2 separate regions of the Lathyrus oleraceus genome follow, and region 1 is linked to region 2. The links are chromatin contacts, called in public Hi-C maps. All regions are on one chromosome and are shown on one strand. The core of a region is the stretch at or near the end of the contact, and the rest is flanking DNA. Distances in the headings are between cores, read along the strand shown. Region 1 holds the start of LOC127086756 (syntaxin-132). Region 2 holds the start of LOC127082264.

Region 1 (6,978 bases), core at 3,153-5,652, 140 kb after region 2:
TTTCTCTCGTTAAATTTTCCTTGCTATGTTTTACAATTATTCTACAGCCAACTCAATCACTCCATATGCAACCTCCATTTATATTATGTCTTTCAATTTTCTAATAGCAAGTATACTTTTCGTAGTCTTCTCAAAATAAAATAATTTGTACTACACACTAATTTTTAGACCAATAATCTACTCAACTAAAAATTGAATAAGGATAAAGAGCAAATATAAAATGATAAATTAATTGTGTATGAAGTATTTATAGACAAAACTTGTTGTAGTGGCCAAAACATCATGTCCTATTAAGTTCCTCCTTAGTGGACTATTTTGGTGGTTAATGTGTATTTTCTTACCATTACTAGGTGTATGTGGAAACCTCTTTCATTATCCTATATCTTGTGACATTTATGTCCCCATTATCGACTTATATGTTATTACTTAAGATCTTGTCTCCATAAAAATAGTTGTTTTAGTTAATGGAGTTATAAACTTGGAACACGAGTAAAATATAGAGGTGTTAAGTTTTATATGTCTTTTATTAATTCTAACACTCTCATGACCTTGTGAATCTCAATGAACTTGATAATGACACATCTAGTTTGCATTCATATGCCTCTATTTCGACTAGTCTTCATTTAACTACTTGGAGATCCATTAAATATAATATATTTATGTGTCATATTTAACTAATTTACTTTCTAAAAAAAGTACAATAAGGGTAGCCCTATGTTTGTAGGTTTATTTGTGGTGTTTATGGTACTTTGACATTGTTTAGGGCTAGCTCACGCAAAGTGATGAGAAATTTTGTATACGATTTTTTTATGGAAAACTTGGAGATCCTTCTTCATCCCTAAGGTTAAATTATTTATAGAGGCTCATTGGGCCTAGGCTAGAGAATAAAAAAGGAGCTTTATTCACTTTCGTGACCAAATAACATGGTCAAGAGAAGACTTGTTCTCCCTGAAATTATGAGGGAAACGGTTTTTCCATTATTGACTATCATTCAGACATTGTACGGACACACATCATCACCCATACTTACTGGATAAGTTAGGGTTACTTTATGATTATCTATCTTAATAGGTCAACCTATCATTGAATCTAGGCGGCCTTATGCTCCATATCTGGGGTTCTATGGCTTTGCTAGGAAGCTCGACATTCACCGGTGTGCTTGGTTTTACTTTCTTCTTTATAGTTATCCTTTTTTAGGGCCTGATAAAATTATCTCAGTACACAGTATCTCAAGCATGGGAGCTTGAAAAGGCTGAAGTGATTAAATGGTTGTGGATAGGGTTTCATGTGATGATTATTTCAAGCCTTTTTCGGGTAAGAGTCCCTCAGCGCAAAGCCCAGGGGAAATTTCCTCATGTAAAATTCGATAGAAATTCGTCAGGCATGAAAACTAAGGTGGGGTATTATCATACATGTAGGTTGCACTATACTTATTGCCCATTCCATGAGATAAGTGGCATGTTCAATCCTTTGTGACTAGATATTTAATCTTTTTGGCATAAGTTTTGTTCATCAATAGAAAAAATATGGATAACTCTTGGGGCGACCTCAATTAGTACCCTATAAATTTCATGTGCAAAATCCTTTTAGGACGATAACAAAACCTTTTGAGGTTGGTGCGTACTTTGGCGATTCACTTCGACGAGACTTAGATAGTCAAGTCCCTCATGCGACACTTAGATAGTCTAGTCCCTTAGGCGAGACTTAGATAGTCAAATCCCCCAGGCGAGACTTTATAAAGGCGGGTTTTCCAACTCTTAGGCATCTGCTTTCATACCAATTGTTAATCAAGGTCTTGTTCTATAACCTCGCTCTTCAAGGTCTTGTTAATCAAAACGTTCATATATTGTGGCAATTTTCCTTATTCAAATTTCTTTCTTCGTAATTTGAATTAGTTTAGAGATGTATTTATTCATGTCACCTTAACTGAGATTGAGGTTCATGTCAATTTTACCAGGCCCCACGGTGGATACCAATTGTACTTGCTAAAAAAGTACAATGATGTTAGCCATGTGTTTGTAGGATTGTGTGTGATGTTTAGAATATTTTGACAGTGTTTAGGACTAGCTAACACAGAGTGGTGAGAAGCTCTGTATATGACTTTTCTAGGGAAATTTTAGAGATCTCTCTTTGGCCCTAAGTCAGAGATATTTGTATAGGCTCTTTGGGTGTGGGCTAGAGAATCGAAAAAGCAAATTTCTTTGCTTTCATGACCAAATATGTGGCCAAAAGGATACTTGTTCTCCCTAGAATAGGGGGGGTCGATTTTCCGTATTGGCTATATCTTCAATTAGTCATCGTATGCACACATGTTACACCCCATGTTTATTGAATATGTGAGGGTTACTTCGGGGGCCTGTGACTTCGCTAGAAAGCTTGTCCTTCGTCAATGTGTTTGTCTTTCCTTTCTTCTTTATACATTATTCGTTCTTATGATCTAATAAAATTATCTCAGTACAACTAACAACTAATAAGATTTTTATATATAAATAATAGTCATTATCAAATCTTATTTTTATCCAATTTATCACAATCTATTATATTTTGAATAATAAATAAAAAATAGTATTAATTAAAATGCCATTAATAATCTATTTAAAATCGACAGTAAAAAAGTTAAATTATATCTCTTAAAGTTTTAACATTAAAATTGTAACATTGAACTCATACATTATATTTTAAATTAATCACACTCACGACATTCTGGGTTCATTTGTTTCAGATTTTTTAAAAATTATTTTTATAATATTACATATTTTTGTTTTAAAAAAATTCCAAAGAATTTTTTCATAAAATTTTAAATGAAAATTTGGTTTCAATATTTATTTTTAAAATGTTATTTTAGGTATTTTATTATTTTATTTTAAAAAAATTGGATATCAAAAGATTTGAAATATATATTTTTTTAAATTGTGATTTTAATTATATTTTAGTCTTCAATAACATATGTTTATGTTATAAGATGTTAAAATTGATCTTTTTATTAAAAATAAATTTTTTAAAAAATTAATATTTTAAAAAAATATTTTTATAAAAATCACTTTTAAAAACAAAGAAAAGACTATTTTTTTAAAGGTAAAACAAGTAGACATTATATTTTGAGTATCGAACATATAGACCCTTGAAATTATCTAACAAACACTTCTTTACTTAAACAATAATTATTTTACAAAAATATATTAGTAGCATTCAGAAAAAATTCATATACAAAAGTTTCAAACTTTGTAAAAAGTTGAAGTTACTTTTGTCTTAAAATTTTTTAAGAAAACCTATTTAATTATATATATATATATATATATATATATATATATATATATATATATATATATATATATATATATATATATATATATATATATATATATATATATATATATATATATATATATATATATATATATATATATATATATATATATATATATATATATATATATATATATATATATATATATATTCCTAGTTTAAATATAAAAAATGTTTTGTATATCTTTAAAGAGGACTCTGTTTATTTAAATAAGGTAAAAAAGAAGAAAAAAAAAACAATAAAGTCTTAATGGGGCAGCGAACATTTTTTTTCCATATGGTTAAATTAGATTCATCCAAAGGCTAATAAATTATTAAAGTCCATATGTCCATTAGCCAATATATTCCTTGCGCAATTATCTCCCAAAAGGTCACCAACTCTACCAGAAGTAGTGCTATTTCTCGTGCCTTTTTATTTTTATTTTAAGTGTTGTGAAATATTCACTAATTTAACAAGTTTGAATTAAATTTTACTCTAATAAATATAACATAAGTTTGTATTGCTCTTTTCATTGATTGATACGTTAATTAACTATTAAAATAATATTTTCAACAATTACTTATTACCCATATTTTTTAAGTCAGAATTTCATCTCTTAAACAAATAAGACAACTTAGATTTAATTCATATTCATGTAATTGTAATTGAAAGTGTATGTATGATTGATTATCCATTGAATTAATTTAATAAAACATATATATTATAGGTTGATGCATAATGTACTTATTTACTGAATTATTGATTATTCTCAAGTAATTTATCCAGATGGAAATTTTTTCAAAAGATCATTCGAATATTTTATGGAAGTTAACTTTTAAGTAAAAACATTTTTAAATTTTATAGAATTTAGAAGAAGCATGTAAAATGTAATGAACCCAATAAAATTTGGTGGAATGAACCCCTTGTTGTAATTTTGATCCAAGAAAATACTTTTACAAAAAGCAACTACTTTTGATATTTTTCTTTTGGTCAAAAAGTCAAATACTACATTGGATATTTATTTACTCTATTATTTTTAAGAACTAATTTATTGAAATTTGAAAACATTAAACAAGACAAGAAATCCTCTTATACTTCAAAATAAAAATATAAAGATAAAACAAGACAAAAAAAAACAAAAACAAAAACAAAAGGCATTGTTGTTGAGAGAGAGTTCGTGGGTTGCCTCGTTCTCCCTAGCATAACTTCGCTGTCGTTTTACAGAATTATTGTTGCCGTTTTAGTCTCTTCTTTCGACATTCCTCTCTCTCTCTGAATTCAACATGAACGACCTTCTTACTGTAAGTTCATATCTCTAATTCCCTCTCTTCACCCAAAAATTCAATTTTGATCATGGGTTTTTGCAAAATTCATCTATTCCAGTCTCAGATTTGGTACTCTTTGTATACTATGAAGTGCCATACTATGATTAATTTTTTTATTGTGAATTGTTAAGTGAGGTTCAATTTTTAGCTTTGAATCCTGGACTCATCTGAAAATTAAAATTGATTTTATCACTATTGGATTGGAGAATTTTCTGGTTTGTGCTTTAACTCAGATCATAGTTAATCCCTATGTAGATTTTGGGTGGTTTTGATTTTTGGCTTTTTGATTTGACTTAGATTGAGTAAAGTATCATGTTATTGTCTCTTGAGATCAAAGTGTAAAGATAGTTTTTTTACCCTTTTTTGTTGTTGCAGGATTCATTTGTTAGTGAGGCTACTAATGGGCAGCCTTCTAGACAAGGTGATATTGAAATGGGAATGCAGGTTCCAGGAAGCAATTCTGATATGGGAATGGAAGCTTTTAATAAACAGGTACACTATGTATTTGCTATTTGATTCTTTTTAATCTTTTATCGATCGAAAATGTTAATTTGGTGTTTTGTATTTGTGTGTTTGGTTATGCGGGTACCGGAATTGATTTTGAATGAATTGATTCTGTATAGTTGATTTTAGTTAAAGTAAGTCGAATATGAAGTAGTTTGTGTTTGAATATGGAGCACTTAGAATCAATTCCAATCAACATTGTCCAAACATGTCAAAACTCAAAATCAATTTTGCATATATGTTTGGAACTGTGTTTGATTTTCGAAGATTAGCTTCAGATCGGACATGTCATTTATGCGTCTAGAATCACGTTTGACTCTTCCTACTGTGAAACCGAACACATGTAAACCCGAAAAGTTTTGCTGCTTCAAGCTGTTTTTGTTCAGTACGTCTATTGAATATCCTAAGTTTACTGATATTTTGTTATTTCTTTATAAGATCCAAGACGCCGATAAACAAATTGAGAAGCTATCTGTGCTACTTCAAAAGCTAAAGGTATCCATTATCTTCATCGTTAAGTATTTTGTAGCAGCACCGTCTCGTTTATAGCTGTTGCTAAATGCACTTTTTGCAGGAAGCTAATGAGGAATCAAAAGCTGTTACAAAGGCATCTTCCATGAAGGGTATTGTTTATACGCAATTTCTGTATTGTTTTTAGTTAAAATCACTTCAAGTTGACTAAATTGACCTTTTACATCATTCTCAGCTATCAAGAAGAGGATGGAAAAAGATATCGATGAAGTTGGAAAGATTGCATATGGTGTCAAAGCGAAAATTGAAGCTATCAACCGAGAAGTAAGTGGATGCTTGATGGATATTTTTTAGCATATGTCGGTTTGTTATATAAATTTCAGACACGTAAAGGAGTTATTTAATTGGGACTTTTTTTGTGTGCAGAATCTGAACAATAGACAAAAGCCTGGCTGTGAGAAGGGAACCGGTATTGATAGAGCAAGGATGAATATGACAAAGTAAATTTATAGTACATATTTTTATTAGCTTACTTGATAAAACTTCCCGAGAAGCTGAAATATCTACTTTTCCTTGATATCGCAGTTCCTTGACTAAAAAATTCAGGGATCTTATGACAGAGTTTCAGGTATTTTAATCCGAACCACGTAACACTAGAAGCCGTTTTTACGTATTTATATCTATCTTATCATCAATGTTTATGTTGCAGACTCTGAGACAAAGAATACAAGATGAATATCGTGAGGTTGTGGAGAGAAGAGTTATTACAGGTTTGAAGTTTTACTCCCTCGATGAAGTTAACCGTGTTACCTTACTGTAGTACTATAGTTATCATGTCCTTGTGTTTTTAACTTTGTGATTGTTTGTTTGACTCAATTCTAACAGTCACGGGAACTAGGCCAGATGATGAGGTGAGTTTGATTCATGAATTTGTTACATGAGATGAGATATTGGATAAATCTAAGTTTTGGTTATAAACTGTTTGTTTAATGACTATGTTAGACGATTGACCACCTGATAGAAACTGGAAACAGCGAGCAAATCTTCCAACAAGCAATTCTTGAAGCTGGCCGAGGACAGGTACTTGATTTATGATTTGTCATTGTTTGTGTGGAAAATCAAAACTTGTTAAAGTAAAAGTTTGATTCATAAAATTTGGGCTGTTACAGGTAGTGAACACGGTAGAAGAAATTCAGGAGAGACACGATGCTGTGAAAGAAATCGAGAAAAAACTTCTTGATTTACATCAGGTTTACTTGCAAGAACATATTAGTGGACAATGATAGTAATAATAGTGAGTATGTCTAATCCTACGTTATTATTTCTCAGATTTACCTCGACATGGCAGTCTTAGTTGATGCTCAAGGAGAAATTTTAGACAACATTGAAAGC
Region 2 (6,638 bases), core at 2,685-5,184:
ATTTCATGATCATGAATTAGTTGCTTAATTCAAAGAATGCATTTATCACTTGTTTTGTGAAACATGTCAATTTAAGTCAGGAATCATAAACCTAAATCAAGTGATATGAATGCATACTTCATGTTTTACATAAATGAATGAGAATATACATGCATTTTAACTATGTTAATTTTACGCCAGTCTTGCTATTAGTTTATGTGTACGATGTAATGGGTATAATCAAAGTATTGTTTGTTTATTGAGTAAAAAACTTTCTTAATCAAACTTGTAAATAAACCTAACTATAAGTGACCTAAAATTTCAAAAGCCAAAAATAACTAACACTCATTCAAACCTTTTTAGGCTTTTTGTGCCTTTGTTAAACTTAAACTTTTGTTAAAAGCAATACACTCACTTTGAAATTGTTACCACAAACTACGAGGTTTCGATCCCTCATTTTTATGTTGGTACGTAGACACGAGTCCGAAGGTCTTGTCAAACACAAAAAATATAATTAATGAATTCTTTTCTCATCCCTCCATTCTATTTATTGCAAACATCGTTTGTACAAAAACACATATGCACACAAGAAAGGACTCCCTAGGAGTATCTAGGACACTTTGGGTGCTAACATCTTCCCTTTGTGTAACCAACCCCCTTACCTGTAATCTCTGGCATTTTATTAATTTTGATTTGAAAACTTCTTACTTTTGGATTTTTTTTGTACTTTTCCCTTTTCCCTTGGAAACAATAAAAGCGCGGTGGCGACTCTGGTTTAATCGGCGTCTAGCTTATCCATAGCTTAATGATTCTGATGAAAAATTGACTATTGATCTGAACATATTTTAAATCATACTTTAGAGTATCATATTTTTTCATCTTCATGCTATAGTTGATGGATGCTTATAATGTTGATTATGAACTTGCATTTGAAATAAAAATCCTGTCATACTTCAAAATAATTTCAAAAGCTTCTTGATAAAGTCTTGAGACCTTTCATGAACATTGCAAAGTGAAAATTTTCCTGAACCATCTGTAGTGATTTTGTTTGAGGACAAACAAAAATATAAGTTGGGGAATGCAAAAAATACATAAAATACATAGGCACTTTTTAACTTATTTTACAAGCAATCAATGAAAAAATCCAAATTTATCAGAAAAACATGATAAAATGCATTTATGAAGTCTTTAACTATGTATCTATTAAGTACAAGTAAATAGGACCAAGAAAGCAACAAAAGAAGACAAAATGCACCATTCGAGCATCAAGGATAACTTAACCAAAGACAAGACCTCGCTAAGCCAGAAAAGGGCATCAAACATCCAAGTAACCTCAGTCAGAAACCAAAGCATGCTAGTAGGCGCGTTAAGTGAGATATGATTGTTTAGAAAGCTTCATGGTTAAATTACTTGAAGAAAAATAAAGGTTGTGATCTCAAAGAAATCTAGATGCGTACTAACGGAGGTTAAGGCAGAGAAGACCGCTTGCAGATGAGCTGACATTTCTTAACATGGAAGATTATAAGCACGCTAAGTGGGCTATAAACATCTCTTAGCGACAAAGGCATGCCCCTATAAATAGGTTTTCAGGAAGTTTATTTGAATATAACTTGATATAACTTGGTGTAATTAGGTAGTATTCTTAGTAGGGTGTGAAAGAAGTCAATTGTGGACCGAAAACACAACAGATGAGAAAAAGAGTAGAATATTGTTTGCATAAGCACTACTCGAGGATTCGATAATAGATGATTCTCAACATATTTCTTCTATGATTTAGATATGATGAATAACCGTAGCTAAATTTATTTTTTGTTAGGGTTAGATGTAGTCGTCCTAATCTTCATGTTTCGATCCTGATCATGGTGTTCTATGTAATTCTTCTTAAGCTTTAATATTGACGAATTCTTTGTTCTTAATGCATATTTTGGATTAGATACCTAAAACATTTTTTCATTGTATGACTTCATATGTGAAAGATAATTGTTATTACTAGATCCAAGCATTTCATATATTGGATATGCTAAAATCTAGACATAGATTTAAATTCAGCATCCGTATGAACTATTGAAGCTTATTGTTGTTGTATTGGTTAATAGATAGAGATATCATATATTAGCTAATAAGACCGATCTCACGTATTTAACTCATACATGAGCTGCAATGAGAGCAACAAGCGGTAATTTTAATAGGTTATTAGAATGACATACTATTGATCAAGGATATTACATAAGATAAGGTCCATGAAATCTAACATCAATAAGTTTTCTCAATTTTAAACACCAAAGTTAATTTTATTTTATGTTATTTTACTTTTCGTATTCACACATCATCAAACACATAATAAACCATACTTAAAGTCTTATAAACTATTAAACAATCTTTAAAACAGAATCGATCCCTATGGAGACAATAAAGACCACACTTGCTTCTATGTTGCAACAAGGTGGTTAAGGGGTTAAGGATTTGAGGTTTTTGAATTTGACTTTCTTAAATAAGCGGGGGTGGAGGTTGTTTGAGGATAGACCATCTCTGTGGAAGAAGATTATTTCTACTAGATATGTCTCTCAAGTGAGGTGTTCCCTAGGTGATTGTCGGTTCGAGGGTCGTAGGAAAGCCTCTTACTAGTGGAAAGGAATCTCCTCTCTTGATCTTTCTTCATCCAGTCGTCACATTGGTTCGCCTAGGGAACAATAAAAATGGAACAAATCAGCTCCTCTTGGAGTTCTGTTTATTTTAAGCTTTCCTCCTTGGTGGCGGGAGTTGATAATAGGCCTCCTTGGGTGATTCAAGATTTGGAAGTCTTGAACTCCTTTCAAAATGGTGGTGTTTTCTTAGTAGTTTCTTCAAGATAGGGTGTAAACTAGGAAAAATCTTGCTAGGCATTGTATTGTGTCTACTGATACTCGAGTTGGGTGTGAGTTTTGCTTAGGGTAGGTTGAGTTTTTAAATCATTAATTTGTTCAATACGAGGTCCCCTCTTTGTTTATGGTGCTTAGGTGGGTGAGAATGACTTTACCTCTTCCTTGTCAGATCCTAATGGTTCTAGACATTTTTTTAGGGGATACGTCAAAGTAAAAAGTCTTAGACATTCATGTTTTCGAATCGACATTCAGTGGTCTGAATCATATAGAAATTGTGTAAAATCATTTCTTGTTAGGAGAGTTTGTCGGTTAATCACTTGATGAATTTGATAATTGGTTTGTCGTGAAAGTGAACCATTTTTCATTATGTGATTTGTGCTCTCTCCATGTTTGACTAAAAACGTAACCCAAACACACCTTTGAATTTAGAGGAGTGATGGTAGGCCAATTTTCCTCCTCTGCATTCTCCTACAAGTGGTCGACTTTACCTCCTTCCAGCTTTCGCTTTTTGATGGTGTGTTGCTTTTGACCTTGAATAGGTTTATATTTATTTTATAATTTTGCTTAAGGTTATTTATGTTTTCATCTAGCCGTTGCCTTACCGGTTTTTTTTTAACATAGTTTGTGCTTTTTGTAGTATCATGTGCTGTCTATCCTTTTATTTTTTCTTATTTAACATATTATCTCCATTACTATTAAAAAAATTGACCCAATCTAAAACTTAAGTTGTAAAGCAGTTGAGGTAAAAAAAAAACAAAAAAAAATTGTATCACAAATATGATATCCTTGATTTTGTCTGCGTTATATAAATACTTAATTTTGTATGGGTAGAAGCAAAATATATGCTTAAAAAATTTACGATTCTTTTGCTCGTACGGGTTCTAATCTCAATAGTAAAACTCAAACTAGGAATCAATTAAGTGCCATAATTTTGTTTTCATTTATGACCACTAAATCAATATATATTCCGCTATAGGAAAGTATGACTAAAATATATCATTATATATTCATATAGATTTTCCATCCCAAAAAACAAGTTCTATCTAACAATAGTGAGCAACTTTATTTCATACGTAGATATCAAAATTTTCTTCATGGCTAAAGGCCTAAAATTCTGTTTAATTATATCTACAGTATTCTTAATCATTGTCACAATTGTGATTCTAACTTTGATTCTAACCATCTTTAAGCCAAAGGATCCTACTATTAGTGTCGATTTGCCTCACTTTAATTTACTTTCACCAAATATAACCATGAATATGACATTAGGCATGGTTATCACAATATTGAACCCAAACTATGGAAGCTTCAAGTATCAAAATTCCATAGGTTATGTCACTTATCATGATGCTATTGTTGGAAATGTTCCAATTGAGTCACAACTTGTTCCAGCTCGTAGTGAAATTAATGTGACCACTAATGCAGATTTTATGGTGGGAAAGTTGATACAGAATCCTAAATTTTGGTCAGATATTGTACAGAATGGAATGGTGTTTAATTTGACTTCAACAACTGAATTACCTGGGAAAGCAATCGTTTTGAAATATATCAAAGTGAAGGCTATAGCTTATTGCTCATGTAACATCTCTGTTAATATAACTTCCAATGGTGTTGAGAGCAATTGTATATCTAGAATCAAGTTATTTTAGTTTGGAAAAGCTAGTTTTTGTGCAAATACTTTGCGATATAAATGTAATTTTATATCATAGTTTTCTATGTTGATGTGTAATTTTAAATTTAAGGGAAAAAACATGTGTTTGTTGATTTAATGTCATATTGCACTAATGCAGTTCCAGTTTGGCTGATTTCCCACAATACGGCAAATCAAAATTTAAAGCTCCAAAGAGAAATATATTTTATAGTACTAAGTTTCACATTTGACTTAGTCTTTGGTCAGTATAAAAACTGTGACGAGTTTTATCCACTTTCTCTTTTACTAGAGTCAGTTAAACGGCTGTGTTATACTGAACTATATGAGGAACCATTTGTATCATTCCTTTATTATGATAATGAAATGACTTTTATTCAATAAATGCATTTATTTCCTTTATCAATATTATAATATGATATTTTATCAGTAGATATTAACAATCTTTTCAAACCCCTAGTGGTTTGCCAGGAGGTGTAGATTTGGAACGTTGCAAATTCCTAGAGTTTAAAGACAGGATATCAAGTTTTAAGAAAATTATATTCCCACCACCACAATCAATGGCTAAAGATTTTGATTAAGACCAAATTCCAACCGTAATGCTTTTAGCGCAAAATCAAGATTTATTCCTAAATTCAAAAAGCCTCTATTATATTCATCCGAGAAAAAAATCAGGGATCTATCCTTGTTGCGCTACAGCTAAACTACTCAAGTTACTACTGTTTTTATCGGACAAAGATCTAATTAAGAAAAGTCCATCTATTGATCATATATATATATATATATATATATATATATATATATATATATATATATATATATATATATATATATATATATATATATATATATATATATATATATATATATATATATATATATATATATATATATATATATCCATGCTTAAGGCTTAAGGTATATATTTTTTTATCTCACTCAATTTTTATTGGACTCTTTCACTAAATTCGGCATTCAGAATCCTAAACTTGCATGTCCATCCCTCTGTGTTTAACCACGTCGAAGATTTGCAACACCGCATCAGGAGTTGATCATCCCAATTCACACATAATTCTAGTTTCGATCTAAAAAAGTGGGGCCGCCTATGGAAATCGATTTCCGATTCTCGTAAATTTCAATAATTTCATATTACCCGATAAAAATTGGTAAGATAGGACAGAAAAACCTTTGTAGAGAAGTTCTTCGAATCTTTTAACCTGAAACCACTTCCAACTCCCGATGTTGATGAGGCCAAGGAAAATCACTATGTAAGGAGGAGTTTCCGCACCTAAACTTCCTTCAATCGGCACAAGCATAAAGAGAAATGAAAAGATCACGAAATGAAGTCAAATATTCTTAAGTCGTGAAAGGATTGACGGGATCCTCACACAACGTTTTCAAAACCTATGACCTTCATAGTAACGCAACCTCCAGGTGGCAACGGAGTTCCCGATGTTTCAACGCGCCTATGAACAACCGGGAATGCAAGATTATGAACATATAGTTCGGGCCGACGTGAAAGACCAACATCTCTAGGAGTATGTCAACCTCACCACTCGTTAGTGTGAGATTATAGATCTGTAGAAGTTGGTCGTTGAACAAACAGATGGAAGAGTTGCGAGTTTGCGCTTCATCGTTATTGTGAGTATAACTTTTTGTTAGATGTATTTTGTATGATGTCAAAACTAGGATACTTTAGTGTTTATGTATATTGGATGATATCCTCGCGTCTTAATGTGCATCTTAGCATTATGAAGCATAAAAACATTTTGAAATGAGTTAGAAAAGATTTCATGCATGAAAAACAAATTTTTATGGGAAAAAGGTATACAGGTCGACACATATGAGTTACAGGTTGACACATGTACCTCATTTTTAAAGCTTGTAGCTTCTGTTTAATGTTGCGCCTCCATAGGTCGAGACATGCATCGAACATGTCGACTTATGACTTACGTAGGTTGACACATGCATTAAAAATCATAAAAATTTGCATTCCTTTTTAAATATTTTGCATTCCTTTTTGCCTCCAACTTGCATACATATATATTCCTCATGCATGCATCATTTTTAGTAAAGTTCTAGAGTAAACCTATATGAAATTGAGATTTTAAAGAGTTCTCATCATCTTCAACCTACATTTTATGCATACA

Evidence for each region. Hi-C and Micro-C count contacts between places; a contact is called where the count stands out from the background.
Region 1: a Hi-C map of leaf shows a contact between it and region 2, with 4 times the contacts expected there. The contact joins the promoter of LOC127086756 here to the promoter of LOC127082264 in region 2. A contact is called at or near these places in 2 of 2 Hi-C or Micro-C datasets (both in leaf).

The regions. Positions count from the first base shown.
Region 1 is chr5:590,563,363-590,570,340 of CAAS_Psat_ZW6_1.0, forward strand. LOC127086756 (syntaxin-132) reads left to right here and starts at 4,403. Exons shown (of 13, transcript XM_051027556.1): 1 at 4,403-4,587; 2 at 4,987-5,103; 3 at 5,554-5,610; 4 at 5,690-5,738; 5 at 5,822-5,910; 6 at 6,013-6,086; 7 at 6,172-6,214; 8 at 6,296-6,356; 9 at 6,472-6,497; 10 at 6,589-6,666; 11 at 6,756-6,836; 12 at 6,916-6,978. The coding sequence starts at 4,570.
Region 2 is chr5:590,425,664-590,432,301 of CAAS_Psat_ZW6_1.0, forward strand. LOC127082264 reads left to right here and starts at 3,935. Exons shown (of 1, transcript XM_051022504.1): 1 at 3,935-4,489. The coding sequence starts at 3,935. The coding sequence ends at 4,489.